2 separate regions of the Mus musculus genome follow, and region 1 is linked to region 2. Evidence: chromatin contacts called from public Hi-C data. All regions are on one chromosome and are shown on one strand. Each heading gives the region's core, a stretch centred on a gene start, on an enhancer-like site or on the middle of the called end of the contact. The rest is flanking DNA. Distances are from core to core; before and after follow the strand shown.

Evidence for each region. A called contact is a pair of places that touch in the nucleus more often than the background predicts.
Region 1: a contact with region 2 is called in a Hi-C map of uterus. The contact joins two enhancer-like sites. A contact is called at or near these places in 1 of 39 promoter capture datasets (embryonic stem cells), 2 of 15 datasets of contacts at CTCF or cohesin (the NIH/3T3 cell line and embryonic stem cells), 29 of 484 Hi-C or Micro-C datasets (the HPC-7 cell line, bone marrow-derived macrophages, differentiating embryonic stem cells and 11 more), 3 of 115 datasets of contacts at active chromatin or transcription factors (bone marrow-derived dendritic cells, differentiating embryonic stem cells and embryonic fibroblasts) and 1 of 9 other capture datasets (embryonic stem cells).

Annotation. Positions count from the first base shown.
Region 1 is chr15:54,975,450-54,981,370 of GRCm38.p6, forward strand. Gm2491 (predicted gene 2491) reads right to left here. Exons shown (of 5, transcript NR_155513.1): 5 at 5,884-5,921. Among named protein-coding and RNA genes, the nearest start is that of Gm2491, 8.5 kb to the right of the region's middle. Within about 2 kb of position 4,287, at least 7 of the 459 cell types and tissues checked have an H3K27ac peak or open chromatin away from gene starts, as enhancers often do. A contact at or near this core is called in uterus, where this site is marked.
Region 2 is chr15:54,786,610-54,793,046 of GRCm38.p6, forward strand. No RefSeq gene overlaps it. Among named protein-coding and RNA genes, the nearest start is that of Ccn3, 44 kb to the left of the region's middle. Within about 2 kb of position 4,877, at least 17 of the 459 cell types and tissues checked have an H3K27ac peak or open chromatin away from gene starts, as enhancers often do. A contact at or near this core is called in uterus, where this site is marked.

The DNA.
Region 1 (5,921 bases), core at 3,037-5,536, 190 kb after region 2:
CAATGGGGCCAGTCTTGTATAGGTCTTATGCAGGTAGCCACAGCTACAGAGCATGCAATGACTGTGTCATGTCCAGAGACATTGTTTTATAACTCTCCTCCTCAACTTTTTGCTCCATATTCTTTCTGCCCACCCCACCCCCATGCTAACATGTTCTCTGAGTTTAGTGAGTGTAGTCTACCTTTTTTATTTATTTATTTATTTATTTATTTATTTATTTAGAGGCAGAGTCTCTTACTGAACGTGGAACTTGCATTTTCAGCTAGCTAGTGGCCCCCTTAATTCACATGTCCTCCACCTCCCACTGGAGTTGATGGGATACACTATTGTGCTTACTGTTTTCAAGGGTGCTGGGAATCAGAACTTGAGCCCTTATGCTTGCATAGGATTTTATCTCCTGAGCCAACTCTCTGAGTCAAAACCTTTTCTCTACCAGATGGTGGTAGTGAGTGTGTGCCTTTAACCCTTGAACTTGGGAGTCAGAGGCATGTGGATCTCTGAGTCTAAGACCAGTCTGGTTACAGAGTGAGTTCCATGACATCCAGGCCTACACACACACACACACACACAAACAATAACAAAAAAAACCCCAAACCCTGTTTCAAGAAAGACACAGTTTATGCATTCTTTATTTATTTTTGGTATGATTTAGTGTTTGTGTCCGATTCCCTATTTCCTATATGCACAAAGGAGAAGGACACAAATAAAGAGCTTCAATTTTTTACTTTGTTTTTTTTTCCCCCTCACTCACTGACAGATAGTCAATAATCAACAAGTTCATAAATATATTGTTTAATTGACCCATCAACACTTTAGTAAAATCAACTTTGGTTAATTTCCTGGTGGAAATTCCTAGCTCCATTCCATCTTTCTTCTTTGTGAAAGAAAACACTAATAATGCCAAAAATGCACCCCAAATCTCATGCTTTCTTCCATTGTAAGATAAGAATGCAGGATCGCCTTGTACTTACTAGCTCTGGGATCATTCATGAAAGTGTTACAGCTCTGAGGGGAAAGGCTTTCCCAATCGAAGTGTTACAGATCTGTTCTAGTGGGGGAAAGTTTCCCCAAAGTGTTGCAGATCTAAAGGGAAAGGTATCCTGGCAGTCAGGAGTGAAAGAATATCACAAAGTCACACTGCACAACAAACCTCACACGAGAGATTTATTGGGAGAGAAAAACCCAGGACTGTGGCTGCTCCTGCTCAGGCAAATAGCAGCAGAGAACTCAGCAGAAGACATGGTTTTTTATAGAGTTTCCAGGGTGGAGCTTTCCAGAGTGGGGATTAGTGGGTTTTCAAGTCCAAAGCTTGGACGTTTTTCTCTGTAGGGCCTGAGTTGAGTCAGGCTTTCGCACAGTTAGTGTTCTGTGGGTGGAAACTGTGGTTGGGGGTCCTGAGAGGAGGAGCCTACCCACTAGTGTGCCTTGAGGGGCTTACAATTCTCAACCTACTAGCATGCTGCAAAGACCAGGGAAGGCTCTTAGACAACCAAAGAATAACTTGTAAAATCAGAATTAAAAAAAGCAGATCGCATACTTCCAACATGAATTCAGTGGCACAGAATACACATTACATTCTAAAAGAGATAAAAGAAAGCATAGTGAAGAAATGCTAGACCAAAGAAAGACTGAAAGCCAGTAGTGTAAACTCCAAATTCTGCATCTCCGAGTCTGATATCAAAGGGCTCTTCAGATCTCAGACTCATTTCAGCTTGTTGATTTCAACATACTTCATTTTCATTCTCTTAAGCTGGTTCTACGACCTGTTAACAGCTGTCGTTGGCAGGTATCCCATAACTCTGGCATCTACAACATCTTAGGCTTTCCAACAGAATCCAGGCTTCCCTTTCAGAGCCTTTTGGAGTGTTCTCTCTGGGTTTCCTTACAGGGACACATGCCCTGAACACACACCTGCCTCGGAAGCTTTCCTTAGCTATGGAGGGAAATTCTACAACCCTTACTTGTATCCTTGATTCTAAAACCAGAACCATGTGGCCAAAGCTTCCAAGTTCTTCTGCTTGATGGGACTGAAACATACCCTCCTTGTTCAAACACATTTGTGCCAGCTTTCTGTTGTTGATAGCTTTCATTACAGTTTAAAGTTTCCTTGAATTTCTTTTCACAAGGCAAAACTTAGCTACTGTCTTTATTCCACTTAGTATTAGGCTTTTCTTTAAACTTTCTATCTTCTTGACTTAGCTCTATTATACTCCCTGGTACTCCTTTTCTCCTCAAACTGTATATTTTGTATTTTTTCCTTGCTTAGCTTGCTTCTTTTCATAATAGAACTGCACAATAGTGATCACTAATAACCACATGACAGTCAATAGTAGGCTGTCTTAAAATCTCCTCTGCCAATGCTATTACTCCAAACCTTTTCAATTTAGCTTCAGGAAAAATTTTTAGGAAAAGGACAAAACCCAGTCAACATTCTTTGTCAAAATGTCACAAGAATGATCTCTAGGCCACTTACTAATTTCTTCCCCTCTGAAACTTATTGAGCTGGACTCCCCACAGTTTGAACTACCTTCAGAACCACTGAAGTAGAAACTAGTATGGGGCATTAAGCCCTGTTCAACTTCTTTCCTAATCCAGAATCCCAAAGTCCACATTCTGGGAACAAGCAGCATGGTCAGCCTGTCTCTGTGATACCCCAGTCCCTGGTACTAACATCTGCTTATTCACTCTTGTATTGCTGTGAACAGACACCATAACCAAACCGGCTATTATAGATGAAAGCATTTGATTGGGACTTGCTTACAGTTTCAGGGTTTTAGTCCATTATCATCATGATTGGAAGCAGTGTGGCAGGCAGGTGTGGTGAAGAAGTAGCTAACAGCTACCTCCTGATCCATAGGTAGAGAAAAAGGAGAGAGAGGGAGAGAGGGAGAGAGAGAGAGAGAGAGAGAGAGAGAGAGAGAGAGAGAGAGAGAGAGAGCCTGGCATGAACTTTTGAAACTTCAACCCCCCCCACACACACACACAGTGGCACATTTCCTTCAACAAGGCCATATCTATTCCAACAAAGTCACATTCTAATCCTTCTCAAATAGTGACATTCCCTGGTGACTAAAGGTGACTAAAGCATTCCAATTTATGAGCCTATGGGGGCTATTTTTATTCAAACCACAACAATGTTTTATGAAAAAATATTTCCGGTGGATAAAGATCAAGTTAGAAAGAAAATTGGTTAACATTACCCATCCATTTTTTAATACCCTAAAATACTCCCTATAATAAATCTCAGCCTAAGGCCAGGAAATTATTGTGGTGATGGTGGTGTCTTTCTTCTTCTTCTTTTCTTCTTCTTCTTCTTCTTCTTCTTCTTCTTCTTCTTCTTCTTCTTCTTCTTCTTCTTCTTCTTCTTCTTCTTCTTCTTCTTCTTCTTTTTCTTCTTCTTCTTCTTCTTCTTCTTCTTCTCCTTCTTCCTCCCTCTCCTCTCTCCCCCCTCTCCCCCTCTCTCTCCTCCCCCTCTCCCCGTGTCCCCCTCTCTCCCTCCCCCTCCCCTCCCCCTCTCACTCTTCCTCTCTCCCCCTCTCCCCCTCCTCCCCATCCTCCCCATCCTCCCCCTCCCCCTTCCCTTCCTCCCCCTCTCCCCCTCTCCCTCTCCTCCTCTTCCTCCTCCCACTCCTTCAAAAGCTTGTACAATGTGTGCATATTTCCAGAGCAAGACATCACTTAAAATGTGAATTTTGCCACATAAAATAACCACAATCCAGTGTTGCCCAGACAAACCAAAGACATCTATGTGCATTAGCACTACCACCACCATCATCATTTTGCAATGCAAGGGATGTAACCCAGAGCTGCATGCACACTAGGCAAGTACTTTACCACTGTTTGAGAAAAAAAAATCCTACGGTAATACAAAAATTGGCACATAAATGAGATTCTGCATTCCCTTTCATCATTTCACAAGGGTTTATATAGGTCAAGCCCAAGGTCAGAGATGAAAATGCCCCCTACGGAAACAGAAGTATCTTTAACAAGCTTTTGATTTCCTGTTGATAAACACAGCCGGTAACCTTAAGGTCATGTAGTTCCCTCTGACCTCAAATCACATTGTTTCCTTTTATTCAAGTCCAGGCAATTCATCTGTGTTCATTACAAGAAAATTGGTCAACATTACCCATCCCTTTTTTAATACCCTTGCAATCCTCCCTATAATAAATCTCAGCCTAAGGCTAGTAAAATACTGGTTTTTTCTTTCTTTCTTTCTTTCTTCTCCTTCAAGAGCTTGTACATTGTGTGCACATTTCCAGTGCAAGACATCCTACGTCAGCTGCAGGCTGTAACTAAGGACTTAGTAAACAAAACAGATGGGGCTGGTTAACACAGCTTAGTGAGAAAAAAGTGGAGAAAAAAATCAGTCTTTATCAAACAGCAAAATCCTGAATGAGTAGGAAAAAAAATTAATGTTTTGGATTTTTAAGTTCATTTTCAATTTGTTACAACATTTATTAACTTATTAAACCTGGAAGGAGGAGAAGAGAAAACCCAGCTTTAGTAGAATTCCTAGGAGCATCTCCCCTTTGTGAATCAAGGGTGCATTGTGGACTGAATCCACAACCCCTCAGCCCACAACATTCATATATTGAATTTCCTTGGAGCTGAGGATGGAGGATGGATATGCATATGCGTGTGGAAGTCTCAGGTTGGAATGTCTGCTTCATAACTCCCCCTCCCCTTATTTTTTGAGACAGGCTCTCTCTCTCTCTCTCTCTCTCTCTCTCTCTCTCAACTCAGGCCTCATGATTTGCTAGACTATCTGGTCTTTGAGCCCTGCGAATCCTCCTGTCTCCATCCATGCTGGGGTTACAGTGTTCCTGGCCATTCCTAGCTTTCGAATAAGTTCCAGGGATTGGAACTCAGGTCTTATTGCTTGCTGGTTTCTCATGGTTGACTGAGACATCTCTCCAGCTCCTTGTGTGTTGAATTCTAAACTCTGGTACCTTAGAATACAACTAGCTTGGATATAAATAATCTTTTAAAAGGTAAGTAAGGAGAGACTGTTAGGACAACTTGCTGCTCTTGCAGAAGACCCAGGCTAGGCTCCCAGCACCCATAGGAAGATTTACAAGCCTCCATGACTCTAGAGGGATCCAGTGCCCTCTTCTGGCCTCCTTAGGAAAAACGCATGCAGCACACTTACATAGGAGCAGACAAAAATAAAATACACATAAAATAAAAATAAATAAGTCCCCAAAATGGAAAGACAACTAAGATAAAGTAAGGTTATATGGATATGGTTAAAGATGGCTATTGTTTTTGCAAGGAGAGGTTAGGATCTGAAGAAAATGCATGCAAAGAAAATGCATGTGGTGGCTCTCCTCTTTGATCGTAAATCTCTGACTTTGAGGTCAGCCTGGTCTACAGAGTGAGTTCCAGGACAGCCAGGGATACACAGAGTGACCCTGTCTTGAAAAATCAAAAAAGCAAAGCAAAGACAGAGAAGGCTGAGCAACAAGCAAAGAGAGAAGCCTTCAAAAAGCCAACTCAGTGGCTTCCTCATGTGAAGGGTCTAGAATGGCTGGAGAATATACTGCTGTTGTCTAAACTATGTAGTCAGTGGTGCTTTGTTATGGTAGCTCTAGTAAATTCACATACTTTGCATATTCTTGCTTATGTTTGCATAAATAATGAGTCTCTGGGGTGTCTGGGAGCTTAGCATTAGTACTTTGAACATTGTAAGCTCATTGGTATTTGTCAAACAGAAAGAAAGAAAAGGAGGGAAGGAAGAAAGGGAGGGAGGGGGGACAAAAAGACGGAGGGAAGGAGGGAGGTAGAGAGAAGAGAATCCACTAGTTAAAGAACAGAACCACACTTAAACTTCACCATGCTTTGTTCTCTGTGTGTAAAACAGAAATGATGGGCACAAGCCATGATGTTTCTTTCACTTTAATCGCAAACAGTACTTTGGT
Region 2 (6,437 bases), core at 3,627-6,126:
TTATAAAACTTACAGGACACAAATAAAACAGCACTACCTTGATCAGGAAAGGGTGCCAGAACAGGCAATCATCTGTTAAGCTTTGAAAATAAGCAAATCACCCCAATTAACCCCAATGCTCTGAGCACCGAAAGTGGGAAATGTTCTAACTTTCCAGTCAAGCAAGGGTGGGGGAAGCCATTCCTACACCTCCGGCTACTTCTGGCCCCCGTGTAGATTTGAGATTAATTTGCAGTAGTAAAGCACTAATAAATGATCAGAACTCATGGCGCCCTTCAAGGGCTTGCTCTCAAATTCAAGCTACTTCTCCCCTCTGCTTGGAACCACTTGAAGACAAAGATGGCTGTGTTCCCCAAAGAAACAGGTAAGCTGATCCTGAAATGAGCCCGGGCAAGGTCATCTACAGGGTTCATTGAAGTGCAACCTACTATCACCCTCCCTGCACATCCAGCCCCAAACAAGGCTCTTGGAGGCTTCCAAGCCATTGACAGAGTAAATTAGATGAGAAGGGAAACACTGGAGAGGAGATGTGAAAATTAGTTTGACCATCCAACCTTTCCTTGCATCATGAGCAAGAACGACTAAGGGAGTAAAAAGGACATGAACCTGATGGGGCAACGGAATCTGAGCTAAGGTAGAAGACATATCCCTAATCTGGAAAATGCATGCCTATAAGCCTTCTGGATCTTAGTCTCCTAGTAAAAGAACTGATACTATTCATGCCACCAGGAGAGTTCTCCACAGGCCTGCATGAAGTGTGGCTTGTGGTTTCCCTGACTCAGTGATAGAATGTGAATGGGTGTGGTCTGCATACTCAGCTCTAATTGACAACTTCTTTGTTCCAGTATGCATCCCACTTTCCCACCAGAATCTGGGGCCTGTATTCCCCCACCCCTTCTGGACTCTCACAGCAAACTCTCCTGGAAATAATGTAACATCATTCAGGATCAGCCCCCAGGGTATCCATCAAGATTCTCCGGAGATGAGATTGACAAATATGTGGGTTTTTTTTTTTTTTAAAGTGCTTTCCTAGCAGGGAGATAGGATGTACACCTGTTGTCTTAGTCAGGGTTTCTATTCCTGCACAAACATCATGACCAAGAAGCAAGTTGGGGAGGAAGGGGTTTATTTGACTTACACTTCCATGCTACTGTTCATCACCAAAGGAAGTCAGGACTGGAACTCAAGAAGGTCAGAAAGCAGGAGCTGATGCAGAAGCCATGGAGGGATGTTCTTTACTGGCTTGCTTCTCCTGACTTGCTCAGCCTGCTCTCTTATAGAACCAAGACTACCAGCCCAGAGATGGTCCCACCCACAAGGGCCCTTTCCCCCTTGATCACTAATTGAGAAAATGCCTTACAGTTGGATCTCATGGAGGCATTTCCCCAACTGAAGTGCCTTTCTCTGTGATACTCCAGCTGTGTCAAGTTGACATGAAACTGGCCAGTACACCTGTAATCTCATCACTTGGAGTGGGCAGGAGGATTGAAAGCTTAAGGACAGCCTGGATTGTACAACAAATTGAAGGTTTATCTGAGTTATATAATAAGATCATGGTTCATTAAACCATAAATTGGAAATGAGACTTAGCAGTAGAGCATTTGTCTAGGATGTACAAGGGAATAGTTTCAATTCCCAGTGCCATTAAATACACGCACACACACACAAACAAACACACACACACACCACATATCTCACACAACACACATCCTACACATGTATAACACACCACACACATACACACCACAGACACACACACACCACCCTCATCCCACACATATACAACACACACACATACAGCACACTTTTTTCCCATTGAGAAGTCATTTGTTATTCTGATAGATTTTCCTTTATATGTAACTTGTGGTTTTTCTCTTTCAGTTTTTTTGGGGTGGAAAGCAGTGTCAGGAAAGAGTTTCTCTGTGTAATCCTGGCTGTCCTGGAACTCACTCTGTAGACCAGGCTGGCCTCAAACTCACAGAGATCCATCAACCTCTGCCTGCCTCCCGAGAGCTGGGATCAAAGGAGTGAGCCACCACCGCCCAGCTATCTTTCAATTTTCAATACCCATTCTTTGTTCTATGCCTTTATTGTTTTAACCACAATACACCAGGGGGAGTTTTCATTCTGCTCCTATTTGCTACTCTGTGTGCTTCCTCTATTGGGTATGTTTTCCTTAATTTGGGGAGGATTTCTTCTATTATTCAGTTGAAGATATGGTCCATATAATAGACCTGTTATTCCTTTCTTTGTTCTATGATCAAAATTAATTAATTTGATCTTCTCATGGTATCTCAAAGTTCTTACATGATCCTTTTGTATGTTTTAATATTCTGTGATTGAGTGGTACTCTTCCTCTACTCTGTCTTCAAGTCCTGGTATTCTATTCTATTTTCTATTCGTCCTAGTCTATTGGACCAGCAAGGCTTTCCTCGGGATTCAATTGGTTTACTGAGTTTTGCAATTTCATCCTCGTTTTAACTTGAACTGTCTTCATTAATTTTATCTCTCCTGAATTCAGTTTTTAAACTCTGAACTCTGTGTGTGTGTATGTGTATGTGTGTGTGTGTTTGCTTGTGTCTGTGTGTCAGTGTGTATACATGTGCCACATTATGTGTGTTGAGGTCAGAGAAAAACTTGGAATTTTTTGGTTTTGTTCTTCCACAAAGTGGGTCCTGGGGATGGAATTCAGGTTGTCAGAATGGGTGCTTTACCCAAGGACCCATATCGTCTGCTACAGTAAAGACTTTTAACAGCTCAATTGAAGTCAGTGTAGGCATGATGCCTCAACCACATGCTGAGTGTGGAATCCTAGTAGCAGGGGCATTCTCCTACAGAAGTGCCATGCAGTCATCAAAAGCAGGATGCAGACATGTATGACGAGCATCAAATTTCCACTAACTTTTACCCTATATCTAACAATAGTCTTGACCCCAAAAGGTATCTTTTGTGTTTAGTTATGAAGGTTCTTGAGAGTCCCTTAGGGTGAAACCATTTCTCTCCTTTTTTCCCCCAGGACTTTTATGATCTCAAGTCTTTTGAGTCCAACATCCCATGGTTTCCTACCATGTTGAAGTAGCATCCTTGTTCTGACTCTGTCCTGGGTCATTCCACTTAGTAGCAAGATTCGTTCTTCACTCTCTCAGTGTGCGTGCAACCTTAACGCATGCACTCTCCAGCATGCCATCCTTATAAGGATGAGCCCTTCACCAGCCTCTGGGTGCCTCACCTTTTATAAAAAGCTCCATGAAGGTACCCACATTCCACTTGAATTAGGTTAGAGGGCAGGATGTATAATCAAAGTTGAGTGTTTTAATGGTCTCAAATTCCATTAGCATAAAGTCAGCCTAAAGGCTCCTGATCTATGTGAAGACCAGACTCAAAAAAGAAGCTGTGATGACAACAATTGAGTCAGCCATTGACCAAGTCATCAGGTTCTTTGTTCTCTTCCTTTACAGAATGGCTAATAGCTGCCAAAAAGCACAGTTACTGTTACCACTGTTACCGGTGTGAGTTCTAAGTGGTCTCTGATCAATCCTGCCATCACATTTATTGACTTCATCACTGAGAAAAATACTAATATCTCAATATTCTTTGATTACAAAAGGCAGAAATCAACTTGCCATAGACTCCATTTGCCTAATTGTAAATAGCAGCCCTTTGTGTGTGTGTATGTGCCTCTGTGTGTGTGTGTGTGTGTGTGTGTGTGTGTGTGTGCTTGACACGAGCTAGAGTCATCACAGAGAAAGGAACCACAGTTGGGTCCAACTGGAAGGCATTTTCTCAATTAGTGATCAATGGGGCACCATTGAGGGTGGTGCCATTCCTGGGCTGGTAGTCCTGGGTTTTAGAAAATGGCAGCTGAGCAAGCCACGGGAAGCAAGCCAGTAAGCAGCACCCCTCCACGACCACCGCATCAGCTCCTGCCTCCAGATTCCAGCCCTGAGTGAGTTCCTGTCCTGACTTCCTCCAGTGATGAACTATGATCTGGAAGTGTAAGGCAAATAAACCCTTTCCTCCCCAACTTGCTTTTTGGTCATGGTGTTTTGTCACAGTTAAAACACTGACTAAGACACCCTGTGAACCATGGTTCCCCAGTCTCAGCCTTTGGGGTTTGCCTCACTGTACTGCCTTTCACCCATCCAGCTCTGGTCAAGTTGGAGGCCACTTTGTTTAGTCAGCGTATTCTGGCCTTGCCACTAGTCTTAAAGGACACCTAGGCCTCTCCTATCAAAACACTCACCGAACTGCTTTGTATCTGCTGTTCTTCTCATCTCTCTGCCCTTGGAAGTTACAAAGTGGTTTCCTATACGATGTGTGCAATGCAATGTACATATGTCTTTTATTTACAGAAACACAATTAAAATACATACCTTAAATTAGTTGCCAACATAACAACTCTGGAGATTTTCTTTAATAACAACAACAAACAAAACAACAAAAGATCATCTAGATTTCTATTACTTCTGGGACAGAGGCCCAAGCTTCATCCTCCTGAACTGCACCGATTTTTCTGAAGTCAACCCATGGATGCTTCTCTTTACAAAGACGAATTGCTCCTCAAAACACAGTCCCTATATAACCTCACTGCCTGTACTCATGCACTAGACTTTGTAATCTAGCTCGTAGACCATTCGCTCTCTTCAAACATTGAATGGCATCTTATGGTCTTATGCCTAGTTTCATGTCATTCTCTCTCCCTGGCCACAGATGATCCTGTCAGAGTGCTCAGCAGTCAACAGCGACTGACCAGGCAACTAGACACAGGCTGCTGATCCCTTTAACCATGATTACATGAAATCAACCAGCATGACTGTGCCTAAGGCTCTGTAAACACAGGCCAAGTAGGAAAGGGTGGAGCTGGAGACACTGAGGGAACTGTGGAAAAGAAAATTAGCCAGCTATTGAATTCCAGCTACTGTGACCGGGCTTCTGCTTTGGTAACATTGGGTGTTTGGTCAATGAAATCTTGACCCAAAATAAAATATGTCTACTTTTCCCCACTCTGGGGAGATGACTCTTTTTTTTTTTTTTTAATTCCTTTTTCTTTGGAGATGAGACCACATGTAAAGAGATCAGTTTCCTCAAGCAGCTGTGTGAGGGTTTTTTAAAAAGCTGTTTTTTATTGAATCTGTAACAGCAGTCTGTCTAACTCATTGCCAAATGAGTGTTAGGCATTATTCAAGAGTAATACTCAGAGCTGTGGTTTTCTGGAGAAGAAGTAAAAAGCACTCCTAAGAATAACAAATGAACATTTCTAAAGAACAAATGTTGATCTAATAGCCTTCTACCTCACCAACTATAGACTCCTGCTATGCACTTGGCTGATCACACCAGCCCTAGCATTATCCAGCCAGACTCTCCCTTTTCTGGCAAAGTGGAAGAAACTCCCTACATCTAGAACGACATCGCCGAGGCCTTCCTTCCCAGATAAAGAAGATTCTTCTTATCTTCTAATCTTCATCCTTCCTATCCAGCTTGTCCAGGCATAACTCATCTTTTAACATTTATTTTACCATATCTAGCACACACAGATACAATATCGTCACTATATCACATCAAACACACCTTATCCCTAATACTACACAGCACTCCAGCACTCATGCATTCACACACATACACTCACAAACACACACACACACATGCACACACACCTATCCCTGGTTGAGAACATCCATGATTTTAGAATTATCCTACAGAATCAGTTTTTATTCATTGTTACTATAGTTCAGAGATAGGAATTTTAGACAGCTAAAACATGGTCATTTCCACTTCTAGACAGTACTCCATTAATGCTGTGAGCCTTGAAATCACAGAGAACTGTGTTCATATTTTGGTGCTCCTAACTTGGTACTCAACTTCCTGGCTGACCTAAATCAAGTCACTTAACTGCATCAGAAGTGAATCATGATGAATTGGTTTGGGAAAATATTGACTATAGGAATAGACATGAGAACAAGTTACAAACATAAAAAAGTATTTCATTATGATTAAAAATAACATTAGTAAAATGTTTTTAGTACATAACATCTTTTTTGTACACGTTATCAAAATCATACAACTCTTCCTCATGACCTCTGCAGGGTGATGTCATCCCCATAAGTCTACCTTCACAGGGTGGGAATCACAGATGACCAAGAGCAATTCACTGATGGTTATACACTAAACAAGCAAGAGTCTGGACTGCGACTGCTTAGCCTATATGATGCTTTTAGTTGGGGTCCAGGGATTATCTCACAAAACACACAAACTACTGTGGTAGAAGGCCTTGTCTATATGCATGCCCTAACTTGTCTTCAAGGATGGGACTTGTCTAACATTCATGTCTTGACTTACCAACCAGAATGTCAGTTTCCAGGGAGGTCTTGGGAACTTAAACTTTACTGAACCGCTACTCAAAATAGAAGTCTTATTCCAAATGGTTTCTTATCTTAGTA